2 separate regions of the Anser cygnoides genome follow, and region 2 is linked to region 1. The links are chromatin contacts, called in public Hi-C maps. All regions are on one chromosome and are shown on one strand. The core of a region is the stretch at or near the end of the contact, and the rest is flanking DNA. Distances in the headings are between cores, read along the strand shown.

What was found. Hi-C and Micro-C count contacts between places; a contact is called where the count stands out from the background.
Region 2: a contact with region 1 is called in a Hi-C map of granulosa cells, with 1.9 times the contacts expected there. The contact joins the promoter of IRF2BPL here to the enhancer-like site in region 1. A contact is called at or near these places in 2 of 7 Hi-C or Micro-C datasets (granulosa cells and liver).

The regions. Positions count from the first base shown.
Region 1 is chr5:43,402,190-43,408,965 of Taihu_goose_T2T_genome, forward strand. No RefSeq gene overlaps it. Among named protein-coding and RNA genes, the nearest start is that of LRRC74A, 24 kb to the left of the region's middle. Within about 2 kb of position 5,097, at least 2 of the 3 cell types and tissues checked have open chromatin away from gene starts, as enhancers often do. A contact at or near this core is called in liver, where this site is marked.
Region 2 is chr5:43,502,514-43,509,172 of Taihu_goose_T2T_genome, forward strand. IRF2BPL (interferon regulatory factor 2 binding protein like) reads right to left here and starts at 4,452. Exons shown (of 1, transcript XM_048059771.2): 1 at 795-4,452. The coding sequence starts at 3,767. The coding sequence ends at 1,536. LOC106038829 (a long non-coding RNA gene) reads right to left here. Exons shown (of 2, transcript XR_010831890.1): 2 at 5,965-6,659.

The sequences.
Region 1 (6,776 bases), core at 3,847-6,346:
AGTACATTTTGCCATGTGAGCAACTTCCAACATAGGCTATACCACAAAGAAACTAGGAGAATTGAGACATGTTGACCAGCGAGAGGAGTGGAGAGAAAAAAGAAGGATTCCTTTCACTACCCATTCATTACGGCCTTTTCACTCTCCATCCATTCACTAGATGATCTTTAAGGTCCCTTCCAACCATTCTATGATTCATTTTATCAATTCCCAACTGGAAAAAAATCTTCCAGTTAGAGTTCAGGTGGCTCCAGTGTCTCCTGAGAAGTCAGCCTGACTGTTGACGTGAGGGTGCTGCTATGGCTGCTCAGTAGTCATCTTCAATACACGACTGAGTGCTAGGCTTTAACTCATTACCCCAGCAAGTCTCTGTCCTCTGACGTCTGTGACAATCCCCTAGCTACTCACAAGTCTATGGACATTTCTTGTACACACACACACACACACACACATTTGTCTTTCTTCCAAGCTGAAGAATGCCACCCACTCTATCATTCCTCATAGGACAGACTCTGATGGTCCTTGTTTCCCTTCTCTGAACGACTCCCAGATGGAATATATGGGAATCAGAATCAGAAATGCAAAAAGCATTCAAGACACTGGGGAGTCTGCACGGACATAGCACTGTGGGGTTTGTTGTTATTGTTCTCTTTTCCTTTCCCAATCATTACTAGCATTTTATTAGCTTTCCTCAGCTGTTACTAGGCACTGAGGCGTGTTTTCACAGAACCATACCCCAGACCTGCAGGATCTTACTCCTGAATACCAAGGCCCACCGTGGAGCCCACCCTTTTCTACGTGAAAAGCACGGAGAGGGGCGGCACGCCTGCCATTTTACAATCGAGAGCACTTACTTATTCCTAAGGAAGAGCTGCGAGGACACCACTCCTGCGGCAGGCACGGCCACTCCTGCTGCAGGGCTTTGCGCCTGCCCGCGCTGGCCACCAGATGTCCCCTCAGCACCAGCGCTGGAGCGGGGAGCGCGGCCCGGGGCCTCCCCTCCCTGCAGGCACCGGGCCCCGACACCCAGCGGCCGTGCCCGGAGTCCATTTTCAGCCCCCCTCCTTAAAACCGCTCCCTGGCTTCTTTCCTAAAAAAAACAATGCTAAATATCATGCCCTGGCATCTCTTGGTGCCCACATTTGGGGCGTGCACGGGGAGGCGTCCCTGCTGCAGGACGGTTTGGGGCCCTCTCGGCCCCACTGAGGTGCTGCAGGTGTCCACAGGCCCGAGGGCACTTGCCCATCAATTCTGGAAGGGCTGCTCTTTAAAACTCACAGGTCATTTTTGAGCCCTTCTCCAGCGGCACCAAGCTTGTTCACCAGGTAGTCACAATTCACTGTCAGCGTGAAATATCTATGTCGTTCTTTCCCCCCCCAGCCCCAAGAACTCCCATTTTGAGTCTCTTTTTCAGCCTCAGACGCATGCATTGCAAACATCAAAATGTGCAGGCTGAGAATTAAGGCTGGGGGCTATCAGCATGTTTGGGACCAGCCACCGATTTTGTATTTGTACAAAAATTAGTGGTTTTCTGGTTTTGTTTTTGTTTTTCATGACCGGCAACCACTGTTACCTCACAGAGAAGATGATTTACAAGATCCCAGATCTTCTTCCAAAATGAACCTCTTAGCTTATCAGCACGCAGATGCTCTATGAGTCAGTTAAGCTGGATCAGAGGTGAGAAGTTTCTCACCGTTTCTAGACTTGTGTGGAAAAAAAAAAGACTAAGATTGGCTTTCTGGGTACCTGACAGCAGAGAGAGAGGGCAGTGCTCCACTGTCCAGAGAGCACTGTGTTTGTTCTGCAGCTCAAGGGTGCACTTCTGGGGGGGGGGGGGGGGGGGGGGGGGGGTAGCACGTATACACTGGGAAATATCTTCATCTTTTATTCCTACAGCATCTTGGGTTTGTCTTGCATATGTTACACATGAATCTTTATCTCATGCACAGTGCTGTTGTGTATTAGTCATGCATTACTATTCTGCTTAGGTTTGCACAGAACTGGCTGCCCAACTAAACTGATTTGTCCAATTATCACCCTTAAGATTCTAGATTAGCAACAGGCATCAAAAACACGCTCTTCTGTAAGAAAACAGCATAATCAAATATAGATGGGTACTGGCCTGCGGCAGATGTGACTTTTATTTATTCAAGTGTCCACTTAAACTCCAGATTCAACAGTGATGTGACAGCTAGGTTGTACCTTTACACCACAGAAAACCTACAGGGAGATTGGATGGCTTCTTTCATGCAGAGAGAGGTGAAGAATTTGTGCCGAAATTTCTAGCTCCAGAAGGGTTTGATAAGTTAAAATTATCTACTTCACCAAATGCACAAAATCAAAAGAGAGTGAATCTCTGTGGAGGATCTAGGTGAAACCTTATGTCCTTTTGTGTGGCTTGATGCAACTAAAATAGCAAAAAAATGGAAGTGCCAGTGAAAATTTTAATTCTCCAAATTCACATGCAAGCAAGCAGTGCAGGGGAGGGATGTGGTTGCAGTTCATATTGTTGCAGAGTCTCTCTGAACACTCTTGGATCAATAAAGCTTTTTTAAGCTTGGTGGAAGCATTTGTCCCCATGCTGGCATTTCAGGGATGAACTGAGGTAGGTGCTGAGCAGGGATGGTCCAAGAGTGGAACATGAATTGCTCGGTTGATCCCACACCTGTGAAATGGTGCAGAAGGAAATGTTTTGGCTGCCATAAATTAAGGCAGCTTTGAGACTCATCTAACATACTTCAGGAATTCAGCCTGCCAGCACAAAATTGGGCAGTGTGGAAAGCTGGCAAAACAAAATCTCTGCATATTACATGGGCTGAGAGAGTGACACAGCTGAGTAACATTTTCAGATCTCTTTGATATTAGAAAGCAAATAACTACCATTAAGTAACGTTTTGAAAACACAGCATGCACACCACAGTATTTAATGTGCTAGCTAGTTTAGATGAACCTCTGGATCTCACAGGGAAAATCATATTTCTGTTACAGATCTCACCTAGCAGAATGAGGCCCAATTTGGATTGATTTCCTAGTGCCGCTGAAACACCTATGACAACACAGCATTGCATTAAAAAAGACACTGCTAATAAGAATCTCTAGAAATCTCAGAGTAACTATAAAATCTAATGCTATATGCAGTTATCTCAGCTTGTTCATGTTGAAGATCTTTGATCTGTCTAGCTGAACTGGCCAAAAGGGTTTTGGCTTTACTTTCAAAGAAGAAATCTCACAGGCTGCAGAAGTGTGTACACTGATATCAGTCTTCATCTTTAAGCTTGCATCAATAGTTCTTTGTTCCAAAGGCCTCCCATCCATATAATATCAAAAGATGTTCTGCATTTATCAGTGGACATAAGCCTTGTGCAAAGGTGTGTCCTGCAGCTGTGCACAAAATCCAGCATCACAGGACTGGAAGTATGCAGTGTACACTGCAATGGGCAGTGTGGCTGAGATGCTTAAGTTCCCTGTCTACTCAAAGAGTAAATCCTCATCTGGATATATCAGCAACTTTACAAATCTGAAGAGATGATGGAGGTGGTTACATCAGGTACACATGTGCCGAGAAATACAAGCAGGGTACTGGGATCAGCTGTTTAACATCTTTGTCAGTGACACGGACAGTGGGATTGAGTGCACCCTCAGCAAGTTTGCCGATGACCCCAAGCTGTGTGGTGCAGTCGACACGCTGGAGGGAAGGGATGCCATCCAGATGGACCTGGACAGGCTTGAGAGGTGGGCCTGTGCGAACCTCCTGAGGTTCAACAAGACAAGTGCAAGGTCCTGCTCTGAGCTGGGGCAATTCCAAGCACAAATACAAGCTGGGCAGAGAATGGATTGGGAGCAGCCCTGAGGAGAAGGACCTGGGGCTGTTGGTTGCCGAGAAGCTCGACATTAGCCGGCAACGTGCACTTGCAGCCCAGAAAGTCAACAGTATCCTGGGCTGCATGAAAAGCATGGCCTGCTGGGCAAGGGAGGTGATTCTCCCCCTCTGCTCTGCTCTTGTGAGACACCACCTGGAGCACTGCCTTCAGCTCTGGGGCCCTCAGAATAAGAAAGACATGGACCTGTTAGAATGGGATCAGAGGAGGGCCATGAGGATGATCAAGGGGCTAGAGCACTTCTCCTATGAAGACAGGCTGAGAGAGCTGGAGTTGTTCAGCCTGGAGAAGCAAAGGCTTTGGGGGCACCTCATTGTGGCCTTCCAGAACGTAAAGGTGGCCTACAGGAAAGCTGTGGAGGGACTCTTTGTCAGGGAATGGAGCGATAGGACAAGGAGTGAGGGTTTTGAACTAAAAAAGGGTAGATTTAGATTGGATGTTAGGACGAAATTCTTCACTCAGGGGGTGGTGAGGCACTGGCACAGGCTGCCCACAGAAGCTGTGGATGTCCCATCCCTGGAGGTGCTCAAGGCCAGGCTGGATGGGGCCTTGGGCAACCTGGTCTGGTGGGAGGTGGCGGCTGGAACTGGATGATCTTTAAGGTCCCTTCCAACCCAGACCACTCCACGACTTTACGATCAGAGCCTTACCGCTGCTGTGCAGCACACGGTGTAGCCCCCAGGCCTCCCCAGGCCTCGGGGCTCGGCCCCGGCGGTGCCGATGCTGTGGCAGTGCAGGCGCAGGCTGCGGCCCCGCGCCGCGGGCACCTCGCCGGCTCTTCCCCCGCTTCCACCGAGCAGAGGGCGCTGCGCCCTCAGCAGTGGCTGCCCAGCACGTTCCCGGGATGGAGCCCAGCCGCTGGAAGGAAAAAAGTCCCGCACACACACCCTGAGACAAAAATAAATAAATAAATAAAACGACGAAAACAAACTGTGCGCTGAGGAAAGCTGCTCTGAACCCCTCGGAAATGCCGCCAGGCAGCAGGCTGCTGAGGGTGCCTCAGGCCCGGGGGCGGCGGCCAGGCATGGCGCAGGCTTCGAAGGCCGCTGTCCCGACAGGGACCCGGTCCCGACTGGGCCCCGGTCCCGACAGGGCCCCCGCCCCGCCGTGGGGCCGCTGCCCGCCGCAGGCCCCCGCCGCCCCCGGCCCCCGCAGCGCGGCCCCAGCGGGGCGCAGCGCGGTGGAAAAGCCACAAGGCGAGCTGCTCTCTGGGGGGGTGGAGACAGACACAGGCGGAGTCAGATCGCAAATTCTTGAACCTTTAACATCCTTTCTGTAATTTGAAACATACTTGTTCCCATTCCAGAACCCTTTTTTTTTTTTTTTTTTTTAAATTCCTTCCTTGAGGCTGTGGAAATACGTTCAGGAAAAAAAAAAAAGGAGAGAGAGAGGGAGGGTGAGGGAGGGAAAGAAAAGAAAGGAAAGGAAAGAAAAAAAAAAAGCAAGCCCACTACTTATCGGAGGCTCCAAAACAAAACAGAAACGTGAGAGCTCAGCCCTCCCCAGCACAACTGCTGGCGGGCTCAGGTTTCCGTGGCAGGGTCACGGCTGCGGCAGCTGGTCCTGCCCGAAACAGGGCGACCAAATCCTGTCTGCTCTGCAAATGGCAGCTACCTCCTCCTGCTTCAGCAGATCTCGGTGCTGTGAGGAGAAGGAGCCATGAACTGGTGCCTGCTCACCTTCAGGGGGTGATCGCCTCCCCTGGCTTTCCTGCCCAGGCCAGCCCCTTCCAGCCACCCCCTGGTTTGCCCCAGGGAGAGGGCTCAGCACCCCTCTGCTGTGGGCTTCAAGGCCCCCAGCTACTGCGGCAGGGAGACGGTTCCCATGTTTAGGGTGGGGTGTGCACATATGGGAGAGGAAAGCTGGGCTGACGCACGCTGTGAAAGACTTTGGATGTCACTAATCTCCCCAAATGGCACGGAGCAGCGTGCGGCGCTCTTCTTGCATCAGCCGGGCCGTGGGACCCACTCCTTTCCCCCTGGGTAAACCACAGCAGGTGATCGTGCTGGTGCAGCAGGGCTTTGTGTTTGCTTTGTGTAAGGAAGCAACGATTACCAGGGACACCAAACACCACCCCAGGTCAGAAGTGTCCTGAAGCTGCTGCTGGCACGCCAGCAGTTGCAGTGCAGCTGCCGTGCCAGCGCTGGGCCGGGCGGTGCTGGAGCAGGGCCGCTAGGTGGGCAGCAGCAGCGCCTACCCCGCTCCCGTCCCACAGAAGGACCTGCATCCCTCCCTTTCAAACTAGAAAAACAAAGCAGAGGGGAGAAGCTTTCATGTTTCTTTGCCATTATCATAGGTCTTGACTGTGTTAATGCGGTATCATGTTGTTTACATGTGTATGTATATGGATGGGTGTGAGCAACCCTTAAAGAAGGCGTGAGGTTTTCCAGGAGAGAGTCAAGCGGGCACATGTGCATCACCGGAGGCAGCTGGATGGCTGCCGAGCCGGGAGTCACCTCTGTGCGTGGGGGAGAAGTCATCCAGAGGGAAGGGCAGGGACCCAGCACAGGACACAGCCCCAACCTGCTGTACTCCTCCCTGTCACAGCCACTGCTCTGCACAGCCCAGACATTTCTGTTTCCTCAGGTGTACAGCTGGAGGAGAAGGACCAGGACTCAGTGGAAGGTGGGGATGGGGCAGATACTTTTATCTTTTTGGAAGGGACAGAGAGACACTTCAGGGTTTCCCCGTAGCCAAATTGGGCCTTTTAGCCACATGCCCCTTGTAGGACGGCTGTAGGTTATGCAAGGAAGTCGTCTCCTTAACCCAGCTCCTTGCAGTACAAGTCACTGATACTCTGCAGATTGGCAGGAGACACCACAAAGCCCATGTGTGCTTAAATATTTCACGTCACACAGCACATGTTATTCTGGCTGCCTGCAACACTGCAGCATTTGG
Region 2 (6,659 bases), core at 3,202-5,701, 100 kb after region 1:
CCCAGTCCCCACAAAACGCCACTGTCACATAAAACAGTTAATTACACCAAGAATCACAAACGATCCTCGCCAGAGGGAAAGCATTTCAATTCAGTGCTTTACAGGAAGCTTTCTCACCTGAAAACACAACAGACAACAGCTCAGATCACCAAGCCGGTTCCCAAAAGCAAAAGCCACTGCCCAAGCAGGGTAGCTGCCCACCAGCTGCACCACCAGCCGCGGGGGCTGGCACTTCCCACTACCCCTTTTTGTGCCCTGCTCGGCTACAGCCCTGCCGCACCAAGCCTACGGCCAGCGTCGAGCTTCGACAGCCACTTTTAAAATCAGCTAAAAGTATCAATCACGTGATGCTGGGGTTTTTTTGTTTTGCTTTTTCTGGTGTTTTGTTTTTGTGAAAGAGGGCTTCCTTTCCAATCTCGAGCCTTACCGAAGGGCACAGGCAATGGACGCAGGCTGCATTGCAAACGCTGCTTGCAGCTGGAGAGCTGGGGGTGGGGGGGAGAAGGGAGGAGGAAATGAGATGCAGAAACAGTAAATAGAAATGCTTAGTCAGCAACTGTTACTGCAACATTAAAGGTGAAATGCAAATAGGCACCGTGCCAAGATTTAGATAAGTTTGATAACACCATCAACATCATCGGCTTACTACATGTATGCGAAAGTGTGCGTACAAGTGCCACAATTATCACAAGGAACCAAAGGCTCTCGATATAATGGAGACTTTTAAAAAGGCAGCACGGCATGCTCACACTGCCTGAGCTCCGGGAAAAATAAAGCTTGCTACTCCAGAAGTATTAATATCAATTGAATTTATTACAATTTACTAAGCTCCAAGGCACATTACAGTGTTCTGTTAACTACAGAAATGTATAAAGGACAAACAGAGCATGTTTCTCATGTACAGCATTTTGCTCTACTGTTCAAAAGCATCCGTGCATCAATAAAAGCAAAAACAAAAAACACATGAAGATTAAAAACGTTCAGATCAATAGAAACAAACTGAAACATTTTCCTTACAAACTTGCAACAAAAAACACCCTCCCCCCAGAGCCACCCCACCGTTTTGCAAACAAAAAACGAAAACAAAAAAAATAAAGTGAGAGACTAACACTCAGGGCTTGTAAAACATAAGCTGTCACCATTTTTTGTAGCAATTTTTTAGGCATCAACACTGGCCTTGGCAAAAAAAAAATTTTTTTTGTATTTTTTTTTGTGTTTTTCTTCTTCTTTCAGAGAAGTGCATACATTTACAAAAATACACACCAGCAGCAGGTAATCGCTAAGGGCTATTAACTTTGTACCTAGCCAACACACTGCCAAAGAAATGAGAACAGGTATTATGTAGTAACCAAACAATATTATATTCTGTTTAACAAAAACCAGCTCTATCCTTCAAATGAAGAAGAGTACATACCTTTGTTTCAAAATATAGAAACATACGACGAAAATAATGTCTATACATAAGACTAACTTTTGCAGTTTGTTATATTCACAATTCTACATCTTCAGGAGTCTGAAGGGATTGGATTTCCTATTCAAGGGTCTCTCTCCTTTTTCACTTTAACGTCCCCAGCTAAAATGGTAGCGATCTCGCCCTGCATGAAGGCCCAAGGCACATTGGAACCTACCAGGGGGCATTTCTCTCCGCTGGGGCAGTAGACCTCGCCCGTCGCCCCTTGGGCCTTGATGCTCTCTCTGGAACAAGGGAAGCAGAACTTGTGGCTGGGCACAGAGGGGCACTGAACAAAGTGGGTGTCCTCCAAGCGTTCGTGGCAAATGGTGCAGCACAGGGGCCCGCTGTTGGCCATGGGGGAGTCCGGAATGTTTTGGGGGTGCACTTGGTCCATGGCGGGGTGGGCGCTGGGGGGAGGAGGGGCCACTTGCAGGTTCATGTCCCCGTTGCGGGAAGCCAGGCGGCGCTGGCCCGGCACGGAGGCCGGCGACACGGGGCTGCTGCTGTTCCTGCGGGTGGACGTGGTGGAGTGCACCGAGCTGCCGTCCTTGGGCGAGTGGGCATTGCCCAGCGTGTCGGCCACCGACATGAGCGCGGCCATGGGGGACTGTCCGTTCTGGGGGGCGGACTCGGGCGGCGTGGTCCGGTTGGAGTGGGGCCCGAGGGGCGGCGGCGGTGGCGGCGGGGGGCCCCCGCCGTGCACCGCCCCGAAGCCCCCGGCCGACATGGTGAGCTTGAGCGCTTCGCTCTGGCTGGCCATCCACTGCTGCCGCTGCTGCTCGTCGCTCAGCTTCAGGGCCCCCTCGGCCGAGTCCGAGGGCTCAGGAGACGCCTTCCTCTTGCGCATGGCCCCGCCACCGCCACCACCACCTCCGCCTGGGCCCCTGGAGGCGGCGGCTGTGCCCTGAGCCCCGCCAGCCCCAGCCCCGGGTCGCGGAAGGCTTACCAGGGCCGTGGGCAGCATGGGGCAGCTGGCGTCCAGGTAGGGCTGTGGCAGCATGTCCGCACCCACCAGCTCCTTGAAGAAGCGCACCGACTCGGGCAGCAGGTCCCCCAACAGCCGCCAGTCTCCAGAGCCGTGCTTCTTCTCATACTCCAGGTACTTGAAGCCCGAGGAGAGGCCGCGGCCGAAGTCCTTCATGCAGTCCTGGTACATCTGCTTGGCCACGCCAGAGGCGCTGGAGAAGACGGTGCCGGAGCCGCTGGGGTACTCGATGAAGAGCTTCAGCTCATAGTCCATGCCCGGCTTGGAGACGGCGTCGAAGGCAAAGACGCGGCCGAGCAGGGCGTGATCCTTCTTGAAGCGCACCTCGTAGGGGGTGCAGCCGGCCAGCGTCAGCAGCGTGTCCCGCACGATCTTGGGCTTGCTGGCCCACTCCTCGGCCCGGTTCCGCAGGCTCTCGCTCAGCTCGGCCAGCGCCTCGGCGTTGCGCTGCTTCTCCTTCAGCTCCCGCTCTTGGTCACTGCTGGACACCGAGCCCGGCCGCTTGCCGCAGGCCTCCGACGAGGAGCCGCCGCTGCCCCCAGCACCGCTGCTGCCACCGCCGCAGGTGCCCCCCTGGGAGGAAGCAGAGGGGGCCGGGGGCCCGCCGCCGCCACGGCCACCCAGACCCCCGTGCGGTGGGGGCAGCGCCACGCCGGAGGCGGCGGGCCCGTTGAGCAGGGTCTGTGGCAGCAGGTTGGGAGGCACGTTCAGCTGGGCGCCGGCAGCCCCCGGGGGCAGGCCGGACACCAGCCCGCCGTGCGTGCCGCGGCGGGAGGAGGAGGAGGACGACGAGGAGTTGGGGCTCTGCCGGTTGAGCTCCGGGGGCCCGTCCTCGGGCGGCTTGGGGAAGCCGTTGGGGCCCCCCAGCCCGTTGGGCAGGCGGGCTCCGTGGCTGCCGCCCAGGCTGCCGGGCGGCGGCGGGTACTCGAAGCGGCTGCGCTGCTCGGCCGCCGCGGCGCTGAGCCCGTAGCGATCCAGGCTGGACTGGGCGAGCCCCGCCGAGGCCGCCTTGGAGGAGGCGTCCACATGGTTGAGCTGCTGCTGGGCCGCCGCCGCCGCCGCCGCCGCTTCCTTGGCGGAGAGGGGCACTGCCTTGACGCCGACCGGCGGCGGGGGCCCCGGGGAGCGGCCGTCCTGGAAGCAGCCGTGCGCCCGCTTCAGCTGCCGGGCCGTCTCGATGACGAACTCGATGCGGTCGGCGCCCTCGTAGTTGACGCAGCCCCGGCACACGGGCTCGGTGAAGTCCCAGATCATGGCCCAGGGCATGCGGGGCAGGTCGCACAGGTAGCACGACTGCCGCCGGGACGACGACACCTGCGCGGCGGACATGGTGCCGCTGGCCGGGGCGCTGCTGCCGCTGCCGCCGGCGAAGGGGCTGGCTCGCTCGTCCCCCCCGGGCTGCGGCGGGGGGGGGGGCTCCGTACCTGCTCCCGGTGCCCCTGGCGGCGCTGGAAGGGACGGAGGGGGGGGCGGCGGGGGGCTCGCCCGCTCCGAACCGGCTCCCGCCGCCGCCTCGGTCGGCTTCTCCCGCCGGGTCCCGCCGCCGGGCTGGGGAAGGGCTCGGCCGGCTCCTCCGGGGGGCTGGGTTGGGCTGGGCTGGGGGGCGCCTTCCAGCCGCGGCTGCTTCCCTGCGCTCTCTAGCTCTCCGCCGCCGCTGCTCCTCCTCCGGGAGGAGGCGGAGGGAGGCGGGGGGGGGTCACCTTCCACCCGCCGCGGCTGCCCGGCGAGCTCGCGGTCCGCCGGCTGCCGAGCGCTGCGGCTGCTCGGGCGGCTCCTCCTGGTCCGAGCGCCGACCCGGGGCGGGGGCGGCCGGGGGGCAGCGGCGGCAGCAGCGTGCCGGGCGGCGCCGCCTGCTCCGCACTCACATCCTCGCCGCTGCTCGCGGTCCGAGCGCGGGGTGCTGCTGCTGCGCGCCGCCGCGTGTGCCTGCGCGCCCCCTCCTCCGCGCCGCGCTCCCCCCGCGCCGCCCTCCTCCCCCCTTCTTCCTCCTCCTCCTCCTCCTCCTCCTCCTCCCCGCCGCTCTCCCGGCTCGGCTGCACCCGGGCGGGGCCCCCGCGTCAGCGCCGAGCGCCCGCCCCCCGCTCCCTTCCCCCCGGCCCACTTGTTGCGCGGGGCGCGTGCCCGCCGTGCGCGCCCCCGCCTCTCCGCGCCGGGGCAGCACGTGCACGGCCCCGCCGGCGTGCCTCTGTGTGTGTGTGGGGGGGGGGGGTGTCCCCCCCCGGCCGGGCGGGGTCTGTCTGAGCGGCGGGGGGACACAGGGTTTCCCCGGCGCTGTGCGCGCACACGGCTTCCCCCCCCCCCTTTTAAATGGCTCCTTTAACCCCCCCCCCCCGGCAGCCCCGCTCCAAAAACAAAAGGCGCAGCCTTCCTCCTCCTCCTCCCCCTCCCCCCCCCCCCCCCCCAGCCGCAGCCGCCGCCCTGCGGGGCGGCCCGGCCTGGCACGGGGCTGCCGTTGCGTCACGGGCGCGCCCCCGAGCTGGCACGGGGCCGCGCGCGCCGTGCACGCCCTGCGCGCGCCGCCGCCGCCTCCCCGCCGTAGCGGCTGCGCCGCGCCTCCGCTGCCGGCCGCGGCGCCCCCCGGGGCGCTCCGGCGGTGGCGGCCGGGCAGGGGCCGGCGGGGCCCCGCAGCACCCCCGCGGGCCGGGCCGGCCTCGGTGGGTTGTAAAACCCCGAGGGCTTTGAGGGGAGGGCGGTGAGAGGCGCGCGGCGAGGTGGTAGAGGGGCAGGCGCTGCTACGGCGCAGCTCAGAGACCGGCCCTGAGAAAGCCGTTTACTCTTGCGGGAGGCTTGGGGAAGCAGCGAGCAGGGAGAGACAATGCTCGGAGTTAGCCGAGGGCCCGCCGTGGGTGAGGAAGAGGAGCGAAGGAGGGGGATTTCGCAGCGACACCCCGGCTGCGGGCATCACGGAGGCGCCTCTGGCCAGGTGAAGGCTGGCCAAGGAAACGCCTTCGCTTCCAGCCACAGCGACCTAGCCGCGGCTGCAGGATTTCTGCGCCGGGTGGCTTGACCTGACCAAGCAGGCACATGCTCGCTGTGGTCCACAGGGGAAGGTCAACTCCTCTCACTGCCCTGCGTTGAGCTTCATGGGAGAAGCAGAAGTGGGCTGTGGAAAAGGACAGCCCTGCTCTAAAAACTCGGGTTGCGAGAGCCGGGGCTTCGTCCTGAGCGCCGGGAGTGCGGGGTCGCACAACATCCCATCCCACCTGCGTTTCAGTCCGCGGGTTGCACAAACCCAGCAAACGACAAGGAGCTCTGTGTGCTCCGGCCGCCCCTCACGCTGGCTCCTCGCTCCACTGAATCCTCCTGCAAGAAAGCCCTTTTTTGGTAACACTCACCTCACAGGAACAGACTTCTTGGCTCACAAGAGCAGTCTTTATAGTGGGTGTAAATAATAATCACCTTAGATATAATCTAGCCTCAGCAAACCATTTACAGGTGCTGTCAACTCCCTTTATAGTTTGTGAATAGAAAAAGAGCAGAGATTAGCATCTGTGACCCGACCAAACTGCCTTTACTTTTACTTGCAGGATACACAGTCGTGGAAATATGTTTGTTTTTCCGTAATGATTAAACCTCGATTTAAACTTTGGTCCTGGGCACGTACCGTGCCATTACGCAAGCAGCACTTAAGGCTGAAGTGTCAGCATAGCAACAATACGGCTAGCAGCGGCGGCGATCTCTGCAAGCTGATTGATGAAGAGAACTGCAATGTAAATGCAAATAAATGCCATGCCGTGGCACCTTCACAGGGAACGAGTTGTCAGGATCAATCTCATCTGTTAGGGGAAAATAGATTGAACGGTGGCAACGTGACGGAGCTAAAACCCACGGCAGCACTGTTCCTGCGGGGTAGCGGCGTGCTCCGCTGCTCACCTTCCCTCTTCCCCGTCCTTCACCATGCCAGCGGCGGGGCAGGGGCAATCCAGATCAGTCTCGCTGGATTTACACCGAACGTGGCTGGTGTTGATTTAGCTTTGAAATAATCCAGGAATTAAAATTACGTTTGGAGGAGGGAAAGAGGAAGCCCAAACAATGAAGCCATTCAGGTGCCTGATCTGGCTAAATGAAAGAAAGAAGCAGGCAAACAAAAAATAGCATGGGGGGGGGGAGAAAAAGAAAAAAAAAAAAGACAGTAGCTTGTTTAATAAGAGGGAGGGGAGCGCAAGGAGAGATGGAGCTGGAGCAGCGAACAATTGATGCATACGTATTGCTTTTTGCACA